Regions from separate parts of the Mus musculus genome. Here region 2 is linked to region 1. Evidence: chromatin contacts called from public HiChIP or PLAC-seq data. All regions are on one chromosome and are shown on one strand. Each heading gives the region's core, a stretch centred on a gene start, on an enhancer-like site or on the middle of the called end of the contact. The rest is flanking DNA. Distances are from core to core; before and after follow the strand shown.

Region 1 (3,555 bases), core at 330-2,829:
AATTCAATTCCCAACAACCACTTGAAGGCTCACAACCGTCTGTACAGCTACATTGTACTCACATACATAAAATAAATTTAAAAAAAAAATCCCTGTCTAAAACCACAGGGCAAAATGTGCGAACTCGGGAGTGTAAAAACTTTTGTGTCACCTTGGCGAACCACATGACACCTTAAATTTAGTTTCCTTGTTGGACAGGCTAAGGTTTGAACTAGGCCCTGTGAGCTTCAAGTCTGAATATAGGTCAATGTGAGAAGATCCCTCCAGCTGCCAAGTTTGCATTTCACATGCTATTCTGGAACTCTGCCACTAGGGGGAACTATGAATACAGCTTAGCCTCTCAGCTGCCTCAAGAGGCAGAGACACCTTTCCATGATTTTGCTAAGCCAAACCAGCTGCTCTTGGAATGAGGAAAACCAAGGACTGCTCAGATTGCCACCAACTAGAACTGAGCCGTGAGCCCAGCAGAGTGAGCCGACGAGAGCTTCGTGTGCTAAGGTGCACCATCCTCTGTCGGCTGGTCTAGTCAGACATTCCCATGTCTGGGTTGCAGGAGACCTGAACCTGGGCCTGTTTATGTACGTACTTGGTCCTAAAGAAGCTGGCTCCTCCTTAATGTTTAGTCCTTCCCTGGGCAGTAAAGTCATTCTTTCTTTGGTAATTCGGAGTCACTCACATTAGCCAGGAAATAACTTCACTTGAGAAAACAGTTCAACGTGAGTATTTCTGTCTTTGTTTTGTATTTTTGAGACAGGGTCTCTCTGTATCCCTGGCTGTTCTGGAACTCTCTACAGACCAGACTGGCCTTGAACTCAGAGATCTGAGCGCTGGGATTAAAGGCATGTGTCACCGCTGCCCACTGTGTATTTAACACCAAACCAACCTCTGAGGCTGACCTTATTACACCCATTTCTGGATGATCAAACTGAGAATGTACCAAAGCCCTGTAGAGTAGATGGACAGATGGAACAATGAACCCAAGGCTGCTGGCTAGGAACGGATTTGGGGATTTCTTGCTGAGTTTAGCTCTGTTTCATTTGTTCCCGTCCTTGATACATAGAGGGGGAAGATGACCTTGCAGGTGGGGACATCCACCCTGCTCCTAAGTCCTCAGCCCCTCCCCAGAAGCCAGCCGCTGGGGCCAGGACACACGTGACCCTAATCAGTGTGTTTATTGGGTCAGAAGTATAATGGCCGAACTGCTGGGCTCTGCTCATTGAAATCACTTCCCTCTCCTCGAGGGTCTGGCTGGGCTCCATTAAGAGCTGTGCCCTGTGTACTCAGTAGAGGCAGAGGCAGTGCGGGGGAGGAGCCAAGCACATCTCTACTTCCTCATTAACTGACAGGGAAAGTGGCTGTCCAGGGTCAGCATACACATGTAAGAAGGAAGCCATCAAAGGAAGGGGAATCCACAGCCCACCATCGTTCTCAGCCATGTTTAATCCTGAAGGCTTTGCCTTTGTGGCTCCTTTTCCGGAAGCAGAGGGACAAGGGACTTGGTGAGCTCAGGTACTGGGTGGCTTCTGGTTCCAATGGATGCTCAATGCAGGGCTGCAAAATTCCCTTCCTCCCTGGTCTGCTTTGTCCCTCAGTCGCACTGGAAGTTTGTGTGTGTGTGTGCGTGTGTGTGTGCGCACGCGTGCGCGCATGTGCATGGAACCCAGAGCCTGGTACATACTAAGGAAGATCTGTGCCATGGAATTATACCTTTGATCCTATCTTTTCCCTACTAGGGAAAACCTAATGAAGGAAGATCCCAGAAGAGAGGGTGGAAAGACGTTAGGCCAGTGGCAGCTCCTGAGCCTGACACCTGAGCCTCACCTAAGCGCTGATGGAATTATCAGAGAACTGGAGATCAGGGCGGCTGTTCCTAGCCAAAGGTAGAAGAGGCAGGCCACCAAATGTGCCTGCTGAGCTGCTGGGAGTGGGAGGCAGAGCTAATAAACTCAGGGAAATCACGGCAGGCAGCTGAAGACTCCAGCAGGCACGCCAGGGCAGGGCCTCCGGGACTTCGGTTTGCACAGGAAGCCCGGCTCCTGGCATTCTGTGCACATTTCAGTTACCTCCGAAGCCAGGCAAGCAAACACGAATCGCGTGGCATGAAAATCAATTTAGAGCTTAAGAGGGGGAGAGGATGTTTCATCCTCAGTGGCTTCCCAGGCTGCCCAGCACATGAAACACTAGGAGAGAGACAGACAGCTAGGGCCTCGGGGCAGCAACAGCCTCTCCTGTTCCCCCCCCCCCCCCCCCCGTTTTTTAGATGCCCGAGGGAGAGGGTGCCAGGGTCTTTGGAGCCAGTCAGGGGAGGAGGAAGAGGAGGAGTTAAGGAATGGAATTGGACAAGAGGCTGTGCTCCCTGCTCCTCCTCCTCCCCCGAGGCTTGAGAGTGTGGGTCAAGAAGACCCTGGGAGGCTGGCAGGACAGGGAGGGGCTGAGTCTGCTTTGCAGCTTGAGACAAATGTGAGGAGTCAAGTCTCCTGTTTTCTAAGATGCTCAGACAAGGGGAGAGGTCTTAACATGGAGCGGGGAGTTCAGCAAGCCCCAAAGCAAGCCAGGCTGCCACAGGAGGGAGGAGGCTGTTTCCAAATGGAACTAGGAGCTGAGGTTGTAGCTAAGTGGCAGAGTGCTTGCTGGCATGGGCTAGGTCTTAGCTTCCAGCACCAGCACTATAAAGGGAGTTGGGGGGGGGGACCTTAGACCCAGGGCTGAGGCTGGGCAAAGCCAGGAGGATGATCATCGAGTCCAGGCTAATCGGGAAGAGGCGGAGTCTGAGGCACAGGCTGAGAGAAAAGGGCAGGGGCAGCCAAGCTAGCTCTTGTGGATCTTGTTAGCAGGGATGAGCACACAGAACTCATTGTGGGGTCAGAAACGGTGCATCTACGTGCTAATGAGGTGAAAGTCAAGGCACCCATCCTTCCTAGAAGAAGCTGAGGTAAAATGATTCATACTGAAAATCCCATTACTCAGGAGGCTGAGGCAGGAGGATAGCCTGTGAGTTCAGGGCCAGCTAGGGCTATGGTCCAATCAAGAATCAGGGCCAGTGCAGATCTAGACTGGGAATATAGCTCAGTTGGTAGACTGTTCGCTGAGTTTAATCCTCTGCAGTATCTAAAACCAAGTTTCTAATCTCAGCGCCCTAGAGGTGGAGTCAGGGCCATAGAGGGTTTGAGGCCAGCCTGGGCTACATAAGATTCTGTCTCCAAAAGGAACAAAAACAAACAAACAAACACCAACACTACCAACAACAACAACAACCAAAAAAAACTCCCCAGAGTCTAATTTGAATCTGAGCATGTATTAGCTTTTGTTGCTAATTACCACTCACTGGCAAACAGCCCTAGAGGGATTTCTTTCCCCCCCATGGGCCTCAGTTTCCAGATCTGCAGAGCCATCTTTTAAGTTTTCTGTGGCACTGACACTGGATGAAGTTTGCCAGGGAGGAGAATCAAGGGAAGTGACAGGCTGTGATGTTTATGCTGGGATGTGGTGAGACTGGAAGATGGGCGTTGCTCTGAGCATCAGGATGAGGTCTGCATGGGGTCAGGGTCTCAGCCT
Region 2 (3,555 bases), core at 374-2,873, 610 kb before region 1:
CTTTGCTGGACAGGGGAAGAGAACATTTGCTGGGGGTTGGGTGGGACAGTTTTAAAACTGTCAGGTGACAGTCTGTGATAAAACTAGCGGGAGACACCGCTGACAGCCCAGCCATGTGACGTCTCAAGTTAGTGGGATTTTAAGTCAACTAATAGCAAATTAATTGAGAGGGTTTAAGGATTCCCCCCCCCCCCCGCCTGGGTGACAACAGCAGTGATCATAAGCTGAGGAGTCTGAGGCTGTGCACAGCTCAGCAGGAGGTAGAGCCGGCTACATACACAGAGCAGTAAGGCTGAAGTCCGAGAGAGGCAGTGTTCCCATTGCTGTGGGGACAAAATGCCAGAGAAGGTTGACGACTTTTACCTCAGCATCTCACAACTCTCCCAAAGCATGCCCCTACTGTGACAAACTTCTTCAAACCAGTTCCCACTTTCCGGTTTTCACAATCTCCATGCCAGCACATCGGAACCCATCAGTGGTCCATCTCCTCAAAGCCTTGAACACAGGAACCTTTCGGGGATACCGTGATCCAAACCACAGCAGGGCTACAGGTCAGTTCAGGACTAAACTGAAGTGGATGCCCAAGAGCTCCTGCCTGCGAAGCCTGTCCCCAGGGTCACAGCAGGGTACCAACTCCCAGGAGAAAGCAGGACCTTGCCTTAGGTCTTGATCAGTTTGGTACAGGGAAAAAGCAAACAGAAATCATAGAAATAAAAGCAGTAGTGTCTTTTTTTTTAAAGATGGTTTTAATACCTCAGAGACAGCCAAAGAGAAAATTAGTGAATTGGGTACTAGAGCAAAGATATTAACCACAAGTCTGGAGAAGCAATGGAAATCACGAAAAGGGTTCTGAGGATGTAGCTCACTTAGGAGAACTGAGTGAGCACGAACCCCTGGGTTTGACCCCACAGCTGTATTAACAGACCCGGTGCTGCACTCATAGAATATCAGCCACTGTGGAGGTGAAGGCAGAAGAATACAGGATTCAGTGCTACCTGTCAGCTTCATAGCATTGAAAAACAATCTGGGGAAGGAAAAAAAAAAACAGAAAACCAACACAAAACCCAAGTTTTGAATAGCATGTTAAAATCCACATAGACAAATTAAGGTGACTCCTCAGAGCATGGTCACTTACCGAGATCACTATTAATAATAGAAACTGTTGACTGACTAATGCGTTTGAGGCACCACATTTAAGTGCTTCGCTCCCTAAGCCTCATAACTTGCAAAGTAGGCATTATGCTATATTAGTTATTGTTGACTGGCAAATACTTCAAAATGCAGGGGCTGAGTCCCGGAACACTTCTTGTCTCCCAGTGCCAGTGGCAGGAATCCAGCAGCCGGCAGACTCTCATGCAGGCTCTCTCAAAAGGCTGCAGTTGGGTGTCAGTCATCCCAGGAGGAGGAGTGCTGGAGAACTCTTCAGAGAGACGTGGTTGCTGATGGCCTGAGGCTGCAGCCTCTCCTAGGCTCCTCTCCACAGGAGTGCTTAGGGCAGGGGAGCAGGGCTTTCTCCTCTTCAAGGCTGTGATGGAAATCAGTTTCCTATCCTAGTCTAGGCTCTCCCCTGCTGAAGTCTATTGGCCACACAGAACCTCGGTAGAACAGAGGGCAGGACCTACAGAAGAGAGTGAAGCCCATAAAGCCATCTTTGAGACTGGCTGCCAGCAGAGCTCTTTCACATGCAGGAGTGTGAGACTGAGGGCTGAGATCACGAAGCTAACAAGCAGGTCAACACATGCTCAGTTAGCAGTCTTCCCAGCACTAATATATGCTCGTCCAGCCCTCCATTAACCCTAGGCAACTTAGCTAGGAAAGAGGCACAAGAGGCTCACTCAAATCCCATACATGTCCTGACAAGACCCACAGCCTTGCCTGAGAGCCTTCTCTCTCTGCCCCTCAGTTCTTCTCACTGTGGCATCCTAAGGGTCATGAAGGTCAGGCCTGGGTCCACCCTCTCCGGTACCCTGGAGAGCATGGGGCAGGGAGGGGACGCCTGCACAGCAGGGCCTTCAGTCTCAGTGTGGTGACTGCCCATCCAGGTGCGGTGGACCAAAACTGCCGGCAGCGCATCGGACAAGTTCCAGGAGACGTCGGTCTTCAATGAGACTCTGCGGATCGAGCGCATCGCACGCACGCAGGGAGGTCGCTACTACTGCAAGGCGGAGAACGGAGTGGGCGTGCCGGCCATCAAGTCTATCCGCGTGGACGTGCAGTGTGAGTTATGGTCTCTCGAGGTTCTGGACCCTGACGGGACGGGCCCTTCCAGGGCTCCGGACCCCTCAGGGATGAGAAAGGGAGATAGGATGGAGCAGTGGCAAGGTAGTGAAGGGCTGGAAAGACCTCTCTGGAAATGGTCAGCTGTGTGTTGCCCTTCCGCCCTGTATCTCCCTAAACCATTTCTGCATTTCCATGTCCTCTCGTGGACCTTGATGTAACCCTTTAAACAGCATATTGAATTGTACTTCTTTCTCAGACGAAGAAAAAGCAAAGTAACCCAGTCTTGGCTCCGGCCACACCCCAGAGTGGGGACAGCCTTCTGTGAGAGTTAAGGATACAGGATCAGCTCTGAGATTCTGCTCCTTGCTACCCTGTGAAACTGTAGACACCCCCCCCCCAATGCAGCCTGGGCTGTATGCTAGATCCTCTGAGGAAAGTTTAAATTTTTATTTATTTCTGTAGTGTGTGTAGGGGGTGGAGTCACAGGACAAGTTGAAGGAGCTCTCTCCTTCTGCGTCCTGGGTCTTGGGGATCAAACTTCTGCCATCAGGCTTGGTGGCGGGTGCTTTAAAAGGCTGAGCCATCTCTCCTATCCTCATCTTGGGCTCTGCTCCCAGAAGTTCTTAGGTGAGTGACAGGGAATGCACCAGGCATCAAGGATGCCCTAGGCCATCCGTTCAACAGTTGTTTACATTTGCATGCGTGTGTAAGCACCACTGGTTTTTAGATGTAGTGGGTGTTTCAAGGAGCTAGGCTAGGGTGGGAGCCACCCGTGGTCAGGAGGCAGCGTGCACCCTAAGAAGGCTGCCTGGCACAAAACAGGAAGCTCACTGAAAACATTAAGATCCACTTGGTTTTTTTTTTTTTTTTTTTTTGCTTGTTTGGTTGGTTTTTTGGAATTTGATCATGCAGTTCTCAATCATGAACTTTATACATTAGAGCATCCTGTCCCTCTGTCAAAATGTCAGACACGCCTGCTGGGTAATTCCCTGATACACTCTTCCAGCAAACAACACCCCAGAGACGACCACCACCCAGGAAGAGATCTAGGCATCAGCGTTACACAGAAATTCCAGTTCCAATGTGGCTTGGTTGGTAGCATGTTTGCTCAGCATGCAAAAGGCCCTGGGTTCGATCCCCGGCCCTGCACAAACTGAGTGTGGTGGTGTATGCCTGTAAAAACCAAGCTTGGGTGGTAGAGGCTGGAGGATCAAAAGTTCAGCCTCTGCTGTGTAGTGAGTTCAAGGCCAGCCTGGGATATGTGAGACCCTGTCTCAAAATCAAAAACAAAACAAAACAAACAAAACACCAAAACAAAACAAAAAATAACAACAA

What was found. HiChIP or PLAC-seq counts read pairs in DNA pulled down with a chosen protein or histone mark.
Region 2: a contact with region 1 is called in an H3K27ac HiChIP or PLAC-seq map of embryonic stem cells, with 2.8 times the contacts expected there. The contact joins two enhancer-like sites. A contact is called at or near these places in 1 of 39 promoter capture datasets (liver) and 2 of 115 datasets of contacts at active chromatin or transcription factors (embryonic stem cells and microglia).

Annotation. Positions count from the first base shown.
Region 1 is chr17:29,243,610-29,247,164 of GRCm38.p6, reverse strand. Gm41557 (a long non-coding RNA gene) reads right to left here. Exons shown (of 2, transcript XR_876719.1): 2 at 3,280-3,555. Among named protein-coding and RNA genes, the nearest start is that of Gm41557, 4.4 kb to the right of the region's middle. Within about 2 kb of position 1,579, at least 54 of the 459 cell types and tissues checked have an H3K27ac peak or open chromatin away from gene starts, as enhancers often do. A contact at or near this core is called in embryonic stem cells, where this site is marked.
Region 2 is chr17:29,851,104-29,854,658 of GRCm38.p6, reverse strand. It overlaps Mdga1 (MAM domain containing glycosylphosphatidylinositol anchor 1), which reads left to right. Exons shown (of 17, transcript NM_001368423.1): 3 at 2,043-2,217. Among named protein-coding and RNA genes, the nearest start is that of Mdga1, 36 kb to the left of the region's middle. Within about 2 kb of position 1,623, at least 15 of the 459 cell types and tissues checked have an H3K27ac peak or open chromatin away from gene starts, as enhancers often do. A contact at or near this core is called in embryonic stem cells, where this site is marked.